3 separate regions of the Mus musculus genome follow, and all the other regions are linked to region 3. Evidence: chromatin contacts called from public HiChIP or PLAC-seq and promoter capture Hi-C data. All regions are on one chromosome and are shown on one strand. Each heading gives the region's core, a stretch centred on a gene start, on an enhancer-like site or on the middle of the called end of the contact. The rest is flanking DNA. Distances are from core to core; before and after follow the strand shown.

Evidence for each region. Promoter capture Hi-C pulls out the DNA fragments that hold promoters and counts their contacts. HiChIP or PLAC-seq counts read pairs in DNA pulled down with a chosen protein or histone mark.
Region 1: an H3K4me3 HiChIP or PLAC-seq map of bone marrow-derived macrophages shows a contact between it and region 3, with 2.4 times the contacts expected there. The contact joins the promoter of Rsph9 here to the promoter of Rpl7l1 in region 3. A contact is called at or near these places in 1 of 39 promoter capture datasets (the C10 cell line), 2 of 115 datasets of contacts at active chromatin or transcription factors (bone marrow-derived macrophages and pancreatic cancer cells) and 1 of 9 other capture datasets (pancreatic islet).
Region 2: a promoter capture Hi-C map of 3T3-L1-derived adipocytes shows a contact between it and region 3, with 2.7 times the contacts expected there. The contact joins the enhancer-like site here to the promoter of Rpl7l1 in region 3. A contact is called at or near these places in 3 of 39 promoter capture datasets (3T3-L1-derived adipocytes, hippocampal neurons and liver), 3 of 115 datasets of contacts at active chromatin or transcription factors (astrocytes, memory CD8 T cells and pancreatic cancer cells) and 2 of 9 other capture datasets (embryonic stem cells and macrophages).

Annotation. Positions count from the first base shown.
Region 1 is chr17:46,142,421-46,145,974 of GRCm38.p6, forward strand. Rsph9 (radial spoke head 9 homolog (Chlamydomonas)) reads right to left here and starts at 1,780. Exons shown (of 5, transcript NM_029338.4): 1 at 1,502-1,780. The coding sequence starts at 1,728.
Region 2 is chr17:46,260,898-46,264,341 of GRCm38.p6, forward strand. Tjap1 (tight junction associated protein 1) reads right to left here. Exons shown (of 10, transcript NM_001252474.1): 4 at 2,792-2,913; 5 at 1,505-1,533; 6 at 522-683; 7 at 239-305. The coding sequence starts at 2,890. Among named protein-coding and RNA genes, the nearest start is that of Lrrc73, 8.5 kb to the left of the region's middle. Within about 2 kb of position 1,449, at least 9 of the 459 cell types and tissues checked have an H3K27ac peak or open chromatin away from gene starts, as enhancers often do. A contact at or near this core is called in 3T3-L1-derived adipocytes, where this site is marked.
Region 3 is chr17:46,780,633-46,783,951 of GRCm38.p6, forward strand. Rpl7l1 (ribosomal protein L7-like 1) reads right to left here and starts at 2,024. Exons shown (of 7, transcript NM_025433.3): 1 at 1,987-2,024; 2 at 1,151-1,259. The coding sequence starts at 2,000.

The sequences.
Region 1 (3,554 bases), core at 530-3,029, 640 kb before region 3:
TTGAAATCCTTCTGTCTCAGCATCTCAAGTGCTGTGATTACCGGCCTGAGCCGGTTCCTGCTGCCCTGAGATTCTCAATAGTAAGTGGTGACAACACTTAGCTGACCCTTTGGCTTGGACCAGCCTCGAACTCTCCGCCACCTCCGTCTAGCCTGTCAGTCTCTCTCCTAAATCCCCCCCCCCTCCATTCCCTCAGCCAGTTCCCCCTTCCAGACGCTTGCCTCTGGACACTACAAAGACCTCTAAGTGCCCATCCCACCATACTTCAGATCATCTGCCCACTCAGATATGACCCCGTAGGTGTTCCCTGGTGGCCTACGGACAAAGCTCAAACTCTTGACTTCTCCCGATCGACGGTTGCTGCCTCTGTCCAGTTTACTTCCGGTCTCTTCCCTAAACATGGAAAGCCTTCAGTCAGAGTGCAGGAGGGTCTCTCCAGCTCGCAGCTGTGGGGAAGTGCCCACCTTTCAGAACCCGGAGCAGCTGCTCTCTGATCGAGCTTAGCTCTTCTCCAAAAGCCCGGGACTCTTGGCATCGCTTTAGGATACCTTAGTTTTAGCAATTTTTTTTGAGACAGGGTCTTTACATATTTTTATGTGTATGAGTATTTTGTCTATATGTATGTACATGCACCTGCTGTGTACAGTGTCCTAAGAAGTTCCCTAGAACTGGAGTTATAGATAGTTCTGAACTCCGTGTACGTGCTACGGATTGAATCCCAGCTACGGATTGAATCCCAGTGGTTCAGAAGAGTACCCAGTGCTCTTAAGGTTTAAGCCATGTCTCCAGCCCCCAAATTCCCAGAGGGGCTTCAAACCCCCTGTGTATTTGAGACTGACCTTGAACCCCTGATCCTCCTTCAATACTGGTTTGATGCATGGGTAGATAAATGAAGTCCCCGGATACCTCCTGCTTGGATGCTTTAATAGCATGATAGGCTCCCCTAGCATCCTAGGGAACCCCGAAAGAGGTTGGGAGGCTTACACTGCAGAATTGCCCCCAGCTCTTTCCCCATTTTACAAGTCTTGCACTTCCAGGAAAGAGCACCTCCCACTGCAGAGCCTACACTCCCCAGAGACGTTTCTAAACAGCTTCAGTACAAATCTCAGAGCGTCTGACTTCTCCAAGCCAAATCCAGTCCACAGCTAGAACCTGAATTCTACACCAGTTGCCATCTCCGGGACTTCTACATTCTGTGCCCGCTCAGTTTATTTAGCCTTCTGTCTCTAACGAATCCATCTAGACCAGTTTCCCATGCAAATCCAGGCTGACAATGCTGCCTCCTTGGACCCTGCCCAGGCCACTTTCCCACCCTGTCAGGATCCACAGGACCCTCACAGTTCCGTGACATCTCAGTCCTCAAGCTCCTCATTTCCCTCCTCAAGCCCCACCCACAGGTGCTTCCTGCGTAGGTCCTGGGCGCACCCACCTTCCCCAGCTGGAGTTGCACCCAACACCCTTCGGGATCCTCCTGCAGCCTTATCTGCCAGAGTCGCCTCACCTGTAGAGCGTCTTGCGTGGTGCGAGCTGGTCCTCACTCAAGCCCTGTGCGATGTAGTAATCCGCCACAAGGCCAAGGATGCGGCCCCAGAAAAGGACCCTCGCGAAGCGGTAATCGCGCTTCACCAGCATAAGGGACGTGAGCAGTGAGGCCCGACGGTCAGGGCTGAGTCCCTGCCCACTGCCAGACGCCAACTCCAGAGACAACAAGAGGCTGTCGGCGTCCATCAGGCCAGCCGTTCTCCTCCAAGCTAGTCTGGCGGGTAGAAGCTGTCTCCATGGAGACCCTGAGCCCCACCCCTTAAGCTAGCAGGAAACAAAATACCACCCACCGGACCGCCCATCTCGCCAAACCCGCCCTTTCCGGGGGCCACGGACTTTCACAGTACAGTGTAGACTCATGTATTCTGTTATCCCAGCGCGGCTTCCCTATATGTGCACTCCACATTACGTACTCCATTTTTGCCCATACGGACTTGGGAAGAAACCCAATACAAAGCCACAAGGCCACTAGCTGTATTATTTCAACCTGGGAATATCACTTCTTGGCCTGAGAATTTTATGAAGAATCTGATACCTTGGCTCTAAAAGCAGTTTCTGACACCTAAACCCACCCAAAGCCAGGTTTCACCAAATAGGTTCTATCCAATCTGACCCCTCCAGTTTTCACGTGAGAGCTCTTTGTTTACTCCCAGGACTAGTCTGACAAATCGGGGAAATCCTTGGAAAAGAATGTAAAGGGTGACAGTTTCCCAGGGGTGGTGGCCCACACCTTTAATGCCAGCCCTCAGGAGGAAGAACTCTTTTGAGTTCAGGGCCAACCTGGTCTACATAACAAGGTCGCAGCTAGCCACACGACTGAAGTGTGTAGAGCTTCATAGTCTCTTTAAAAAAAAAAAAAAAAAAAAAAAAAGCCACTTACAGACTACATGTGTGTCAGCTACATAACTTTGGGCTCCACAGCTGTTCAGACCCAAATAGTAGCCACAGAGGATCAGCTCTGTATTCCCTAGGCTAGCCTAACTCAGGCGAGTCTAACCACTGCTACATCACATCCGCTGCTGTTCTGGAGTCTCCAAAGTCAAAATCACCGGGGTCCTCTGAAGGCTTGTTTCAGGCCTTGTCAATGACTGATCTTATTTCTGGATTCCTTTGTGGAAGACTCATGAAGTCAACATGCCCTGGGCCTCCAAGCCAAGCCCAGAGAGAAATAAGTGTCTAATTTGCTCAGATAATTACTTTGTTTTGATGTTTTGATTGCCTGGGCATTGTTCATCGAGGCTTTTTAAATGGGCATTAGAGAGCTGACCTGGCCGGTCATTTCAAAGAAACTTATGCCGCCCCCCCCCCCCCCCACACACACACATCAGGTCCTGCCCTCCACCATCATGCCCTGCTTTGGTAATATGGCTTAATTCTTCTGTAAAGCGATATCAGACACAAAAACAACCAACAGTTTGGCTGACAGGATACACTTCAGGGGAGGTCACACAGAACACAGCCCAAGCATCTTGCGTTCCCCTATACTGGATTTACCCATCAGAAATGAGTTCACATCAGGAGCCAGAATCTGAAGAAGGCCTTCTCAGAGCTTGGTAGCACATCCACTAGGGACAGAGCAAATCCTGGCTATTCCAGAGAAAAACCGCACTAACGTTAGAACACAGGGAAGAGCAGTTTCTGCAGGCAGTGAACAGCTTTCAAGTCATGCTTTGCCATTGAAGCCAGTGGTTTCTAACTTTCCTAGTGCTACAGCCCTTTAATACGGTTCCTCCTGTTATGGTGACCCCCCCCCCCAAACCATAACATTATTTCATTGCTACCTCATAACTATAACTTTGCTAATTATGAATCATAATATAAATGTGTTTTACAAGTCTTAGGTGACCCCTGTGGAAGGGTTGTTTGACCCCCAACGGGGTTGTGACTCACAAGAACCTCTAACTTAAGCAAACTAGCCTTGCCAAACCTTACCTTTATAATGGGGTAGTAACCTATACATATAAGTTAGCATTAAATAATATGTATAAGTGCTTTTTTGAGGCAGGGTCTCT
Region 2 (3,444 bases), core at 199-2,698, 520 kb before region 3:
GCTAAGAGAGGCCTGAGAGGAGAGTGCAGCAGCAGCGGTGGCAGCATGAGGGAGGGAGACGGAGAGAGAAGAGAGACAGTGTGAGCATTAGGGCTGTCCCGCCTGGCGCAGCACACCGCGCCCTCCCCACCACTGCCCTGCCTTCCCTCTCCTCCCCAGGCCCCAGGGTGAGTGGCATCCCCCCCGGAAGTCCTAGCCCGCGCTATGTTGTGGCCACACCACCCTCCCAGCACAGTACCAGTGCGTGCAGCTTGTCCTCCAGTTCCTGGTTGGTCCGCTGGGATGCCGTGTAGCTGTTCTGTAGCCTACACATGCCAACAAGGCAGAGAAAGGCAGAGCCCTGGTTAAGGCCTGTTCCTCAGGCCCCACCAACCCTCCTCCACATGGGAGTCTAGGAACTTCCCTCTCCTTCCAAGATCTGGGTTACTAAATAAAGTCAGGGGGACCTGAGGCTCTTCAGCTAACGTATGGACAGGAAGGTGCTCCCACGGATGGGAGACGATTGGCCCCTTGTTCCGCACCTGCGGAATTTGTCCTTAAACTTGTCCAGCTCCTCACGGCTCTGTCCTAACTCCAGTTCTAGGCAGTCTTGTCCTATTTCCAGCTCCCGCTCCAAGGCCTCAGTGCGTCTGGTAGCTGAGGCCAGGCGTTTGCGAAGTTCTTCATTCTCCTGCTGCAAAAGTCTGGGGGGTTGGAGGGTGGGGAGGTGGGGGATGGAACCATCAAAAACAGCTAACCCTAGGGCAGCAGACAAGAGTGAGAAAGGAGCAGACAGGCAAGTGGGTCCCTTTAGGCTCAGTCTAGGTAAGGAGACGCAATATACAGGCCCTCTGGCCTCGAGAACAGCCTAAGATGGAGACGGGACCGAGTGTATGACGCACAATAGTCCAGATGGCCCCTCCCCAGTATAGAAACGCACTGGGTCAGAATCAAAGGCGATAGCTCCCGACTGTCTCCGGTTACCACCCAGGCCAGCAGGCACTAAGCCCTACAGCTCCTGTTTCCCCTCACAATCAGCCTTCTCCATTATTAATCTCTTGGGAATCCAGGACAGCACTGCTGTCCTCCAGGAGGCCTCACATGCCTGACAGAAAGGGCATGCAGACGCTGGCACAGGCTGGTCACTGTTTTCTGGAGCCAGCAGCTGGGCAAGGACTCTTTGTAAGGGTGGGCCCTCAGTTCATGGAGCAAATAAAACCCCTTTCCCTGACATGAGCCCTAAAGAGCCCCACCCCCAAGCTTTACCTCTGCTGACCATGAGGAGTCCACGGGATGCCCGTGGCCAACACAAACCCCACAAACTCAGTTAAAAGGAACACTGTCCTGCAAATTGCTTGTAATTGTTTGTAATTCCAGTGTATGGTTCTAACTGCAGGTCACAGCACTATGCCACAATGTTAGAAGCTGGAAGGCCAGATGTGAGGAGGAGCCTGGGAGTCCCCAGAGCCCAGCAGGGATTGAAAGGGCACAGCACACAGTCCAGGGACGGGCAGCCAATACTCACTTCATCCGCTCTGCGTCAGTCAGGGACTCCTGGACAAAAAAAGAGGGGAAGCCTGGGACTCAGCTCCAGAGCACTGGCCTCCTGGTTGGCTCAGAGCCCTGGAAAAGGCCACGTCACGGAAAGTGACAGGCCCTCCAGAAATGGATGAAATCTAGAAACATCTGGTAAGCTTACAGTACCCTTTCCCCTGTCAACCAGAAAATTCTAGACCCTTCCAACATCTACCCTTAATCCTAAAGCCATCTTCAAAGGGGATCAGGTACCCATGTCACCTATCCCCCAGGATAAAGCACCTAGCTGTCGGTCAAGCTCCTTACAAGCATGGCACAGATTTTCCAAGGAAGTGAGGGAGTCAAGCCAAACTGAAAGTTCCGAGTTTTGACGGAGGCCTCTCAGGCCCTCCAGAGGACCTCGGAGACTGAGGAGCCAACCTGAATGGCTGGAGGGCCTCTAGGGAACAAGATGCTAAAGGGCTTTGTGGATGGTGAGTGAGTGCTTGTTCTCAGACAGTCTAGGTTGAATTCAAACCCACCAAGTAACTACAGCTTCCTGCCTCCATCTTCCAATATAACTTTGTACCACTAAACCATTTTGTGTCTTGCATTGATCCCCTGCCCCAATGACTTTGGATGTCTAGCGCAGGTCATGAAGAAGCACAGAGGCAAATGGCTCAGATCAGACTCTAGAGCCTGATCACTGGATCTGACCCTACTCAACAATACACAGTGAAGGCTCCATCTCATGGAACCTCTGTTCCCTCACTAATAGCCCTGATCCTCAACAGCTGAGACCACTCTGTGCACAGGGAGGGGGACGGCGCTAGGAACAAGCTGATTAACCGCCCAGTCTTGAGAGCCAAGCTAGAGTGTCTGGCAGTGGCCCACAGGCCGTCTGAGAGCAAGCCTAGCATGGTTCTTGACAGAGTGTGAAGTTATCAAGGTAGCTAAACAAAAGCAAGCTGGTGGAAGGGCGCACAGAGACGCGCAGCTGCGGTGGGCAGCAGTTAGAGCACTGCCTCCTTAGAGGCCAAAGCTGGACGCCTTTCCTCCACCAGCACCTGGGACTGGCTGTGACAGTTCTGTTGAGCTGCAAAGACTAATGCTCCCTGACGTGTGAACACATACACACAGCCCCCCACCCCCACCCCCAAGCACAACTACAGCTCTATCAGCAATGTGAGTCTCTCGCCTTAACCCATGCCCAGCACCTCAGGCCTGAGAGGCCAGCTGACAGACACCTTCAGGGGCCTGCTTCTGCCAGCCAGGGCCAGACCCCAGCCTTGCTGACCTCTTGCTCGAGCCGGGACACGGGAATCTCCAGGCGTAGCTCTCGGTGCTCTGGAGGCGCCTTACGGTAAGGTTTCTTAGCAGGGGCAGCACTGCTCATCCTGGAAGGTATGGGCTCGTCTCCTGCTGAGAGAAGCAGAGACAGGCTCAGAGGTGTAGTCTCGAGCCTTGGAAGGGCCACTGAGATGGCTCGGTGGGTTAGGCACCTCCTGCTCCTGACCACCTTAGGAGCAGATCCTACATTAGGAGACAACTGAACCCCCCCGCCATCCCTTTCTCTACAGTGGCACTATGGCACATGCAACCCGTGCCTACCCACTTCCTCACACAGAAAATAAACTAACGAGAGGCGTTCTAAGGTGTCTCTGGCCTGAACATTCAAAGATGACCAGGGATGTGTACTGACCCCACAGGCAGATAGACCTGAGCTACCGCTGGGTCATTAGAGGGCTGCTCTCTGGTGAGTCAGGCCGGATGGATCAGGGGAGTGCTGGAGATGAGGGCTAGAATCCAATGGAGAACAGACAGGTGAGAAGGGCTCCCAGCTGGGCCCCAGGAGGAGCACACTTGGCTAAGTGGGGTGGAGAGACTCAACAGCAGCCCACACTGTCCCTTGTAGGCAGAGAGCTGCACAGCATCCATCTTGCTCAAGTA
Region 3 (3,319 bases), core at 774-3,273:
AACGTTCTGCAAAGTGGGCAGACCATTACCTAAGGGGCACATGAAGAGGCCAGATGGAACTGAGAGATGTAAGAGCAGTCAGTGCTCTTAAGGGCTGAAGAAAAGTTTGTGGTGAGCTCATATGCTGGTAACATTTAATACAGGTGTTTAGGAAACTCAACACTATATTAGGCATCATTAAACAAGAGGATTTTCTTCTCTTTGCGTTCAAAAATCCTGTACATACTGTGTGCAGAATCTACACATTGGTTTTTCGAGACAGGGTTTCTCTGTGTAGCCCTGGCTGACCTGGAACTCACTTTGTAGACCAGGCTGACCTCGAACTCAGAAATCCGCCTGCCTTTGCCTCCCGAGTGCTGGGATTAAAGGTGAGCCACCATGACCAGGAATTTTTTTTTAATTAGATATTTTCTTTATTTACATTTCAAATACTATCCCGAAAGTTCCCTATACCCTCCCCCCAAAGATTTATTTATTATTATATGTAAGTACACTGCAGCTGTCTTTACACACACCTGAAGAGGGAGTCAGATCTCATTATAGGTGGTTGTGAGCTACCATGTGGTTGCTGGGATTTGAACTCAGGACCTTCCGAAGAGCAGTCAGTGCTCTTAAGGGCTGAGCCATCTCTCCAGCCCACACGTGATTCTAAATAAACTTTTAAAATTGTTGGATACTTTTGGTTTGAGACAGGTTCTCTTTATATAGCCAAACTCTCCATTTTCCTGTCTCAACCTTCTAGAATGCTGAAAAGTGTGCCACAGATAGCAATTTAATCGCAGCATTCTAGAGGCCTAAGTAGGCTGATCTGTTAGTTTGAGGCCAGCCTGGTCATACAGTATTCCAGACCATATGTACAGACCCCATCTAAGAAACAAACCAACCCCAACAAAACATTTTTAAAATAATCTATTTTTTTCCCTGCCAAATTTGGTTTTACCACTAAATTTGAATTCAGAAAATGTCTTCACTTTTCCCTTAAAGGCTGGTCTAACATTTTGCTCACAGAAAGATGGTGGGTAAATCTTTGCTAAATGGAGGACTATGAGGGAGAAACCTGTGAGGGATCTGATAACAAATCTAGTTCAACGAACACCGTTTAGTAAAATCCGTCCACTACAAATCCTAACCCCCCCCCTCTCAGAATTACCTCTCTCTTTGCCAAAAGTGCCTGCTTTGCCTGAGTGGCTTTGAGGGCTTGATAAGCCTTCCTCTTTTTCAGAAGATTTTCTGGAACCAAAGGAATTTTTTTTCTTTCCCTGATAAAGGAACAAATTTGACATTAATGAAAATTGCCAAACCAACATTTGGTGGCTTTCCAAACCAATTCGAGATCCTGGTCTTCCCGGGACCTAAAGTTTCTGATGAGTCTTCGCCGTGCTCCTGTAATGCTCACTCGTCCCGAGAGCCTTTAAAAATCAGGAAAAACCTTTGCTCTCTGGGTTCGTTTTGGTCCGTGGAGCTTTAACAACTGTAGGCTATGACCTGTCACTAGCGGCAAGGAAATTCTAGTAAAATCCAGAAAGGGGCTATCACAGATCCATCAAGAAGAGTAATGATTAAGTCGAGCTAGGATGAGGTGGGGGGGGGGGGCACATGAAAGCAGGAGGGGGAATTGGGGGGAAAGAGCTTGGTGGAAGACGCAGGGGAATAAGAGATGATGGGGAGGTGATACGATCAAAATACACTGTACGTGTGTACCAAACTGTGAAAGACATGACAGCCAAGCTGAGCGAACTCAACTCTGGCGCTACGCAGCCACTCGCCCCTCCGAACCTCAGTTCCTCTTCTCGCTGCTTCCAAAGTCGTCCCGATCCCTGGTCGCGGAGCCCTACAGCATCTCAGCCCCCACCTTGACTTCATACTATGGAGCCTTTTTCTTTTCTCTCCACAGCCCACAGCTTCCTTTTGTATCACCAGAGTACAAACAGAAAGGATGGCATCGGATCCTCAAAGCCCCATAGAGAGATCCGAAGACACACTCACCCTTCCTCCGCCATCTTTCCGGTGCTTCAGCTACTGCGCTTGCGCAGCCTCACCGGGCGGGGTAGAGAGGCCCGCCTCGACGTCTCTTGTATCATAGAGACGGACTCTCGCTCCCGCAGGAGGACTCAGGCAGCCTGAGATTCCTTAGCGAATGTGAGCGTCTGGGAAAAGGTCTTGCTAGCCAGGATTCCGGCAAAAAACCCTCCAGTTTTCTTCCCATCCCTTCTAAGGTCTCTAGAGTCTGACACCCGTCTGGATCCAACCCTTTTCAGTTAGGCTGTAGGGTCTCGAACTCGGCCGCTTGTGAACAATTTAAAGGCTTTCCACAATGCATCTGCAGCTTCCGCTACGGCACGGGCTCTACAGAAGTTGGCCGCCTTGCTTAGGTGAGGTTTTTATTCCCGGAGACTTGAAGGACCGACGTGGCACTCACATTTGGTGGGCGGTTATTTGTGGAGGATTTGCGGAAATAAAAATGTGTCACCTACTCTGTGAGCCTTTGAATTCCTCACCTTTCTGCATCTCGGCTTCCTCATCCGTACAATGAATATCTACGGGTTCCCAGTGGCCGCCAGGGGGCTCCTTAAGATTTACAAAGCCTTAGCACAAGTTGGGTAAACAGTGGAGCCAGAAACTAGAAATGCTCCATTTCCATCTCAGAGCCTTCACTTGTTTAAGTTTCTCAGAATTTACTCCCATTGCCACATACTAGCACAGTGCTGTTTTATGCTAGCACAGTGCTGTTTTATGCTCTAGCCTAGGACAACGCCACTATATAACACTAGAAAGGGTCGCCACCCACAGCCTTTATCCTACACCTTTGGCTTATGGGCAGGAGACTTTTCTTATTTTCTGTGTCTCTTCTGCACCTCACTACACCACTTCACTACAGTGGGACTCTGCAAGGAATTGTTGAGTACCCAAGGACTGATACATGATGTTGGAACACACTAAAAAACTAGTCCACTCAACACGCTAATGTCATTACCAGATGAATGTCAAAGGAGATTAAGGGCACGACCTCTTCCGGCCTCCTGCACCAGGCATACCAGGTATTCTAAACTATTCCATGGATTGCGCTAGAACCATGCTTGTTTTTAAGTTTCCTCAAAAATCTCTGTCCGGGGCTGGTGAGATGGCTCAGTGGGTAAAAGCACCCGACTGTTCTTCCGAAGGTCCAGAGTTCAAATCCCAGCAACCACATGGTGGCTCACAACCATCTGTAACAAGATCTGACGCCCTCTTCTGGAGTGTCTGAAGACAGCTACAGTGTACTTACATATAATAATAATAATAATAATAATAATAATAATAATAATAATAATAATAATAA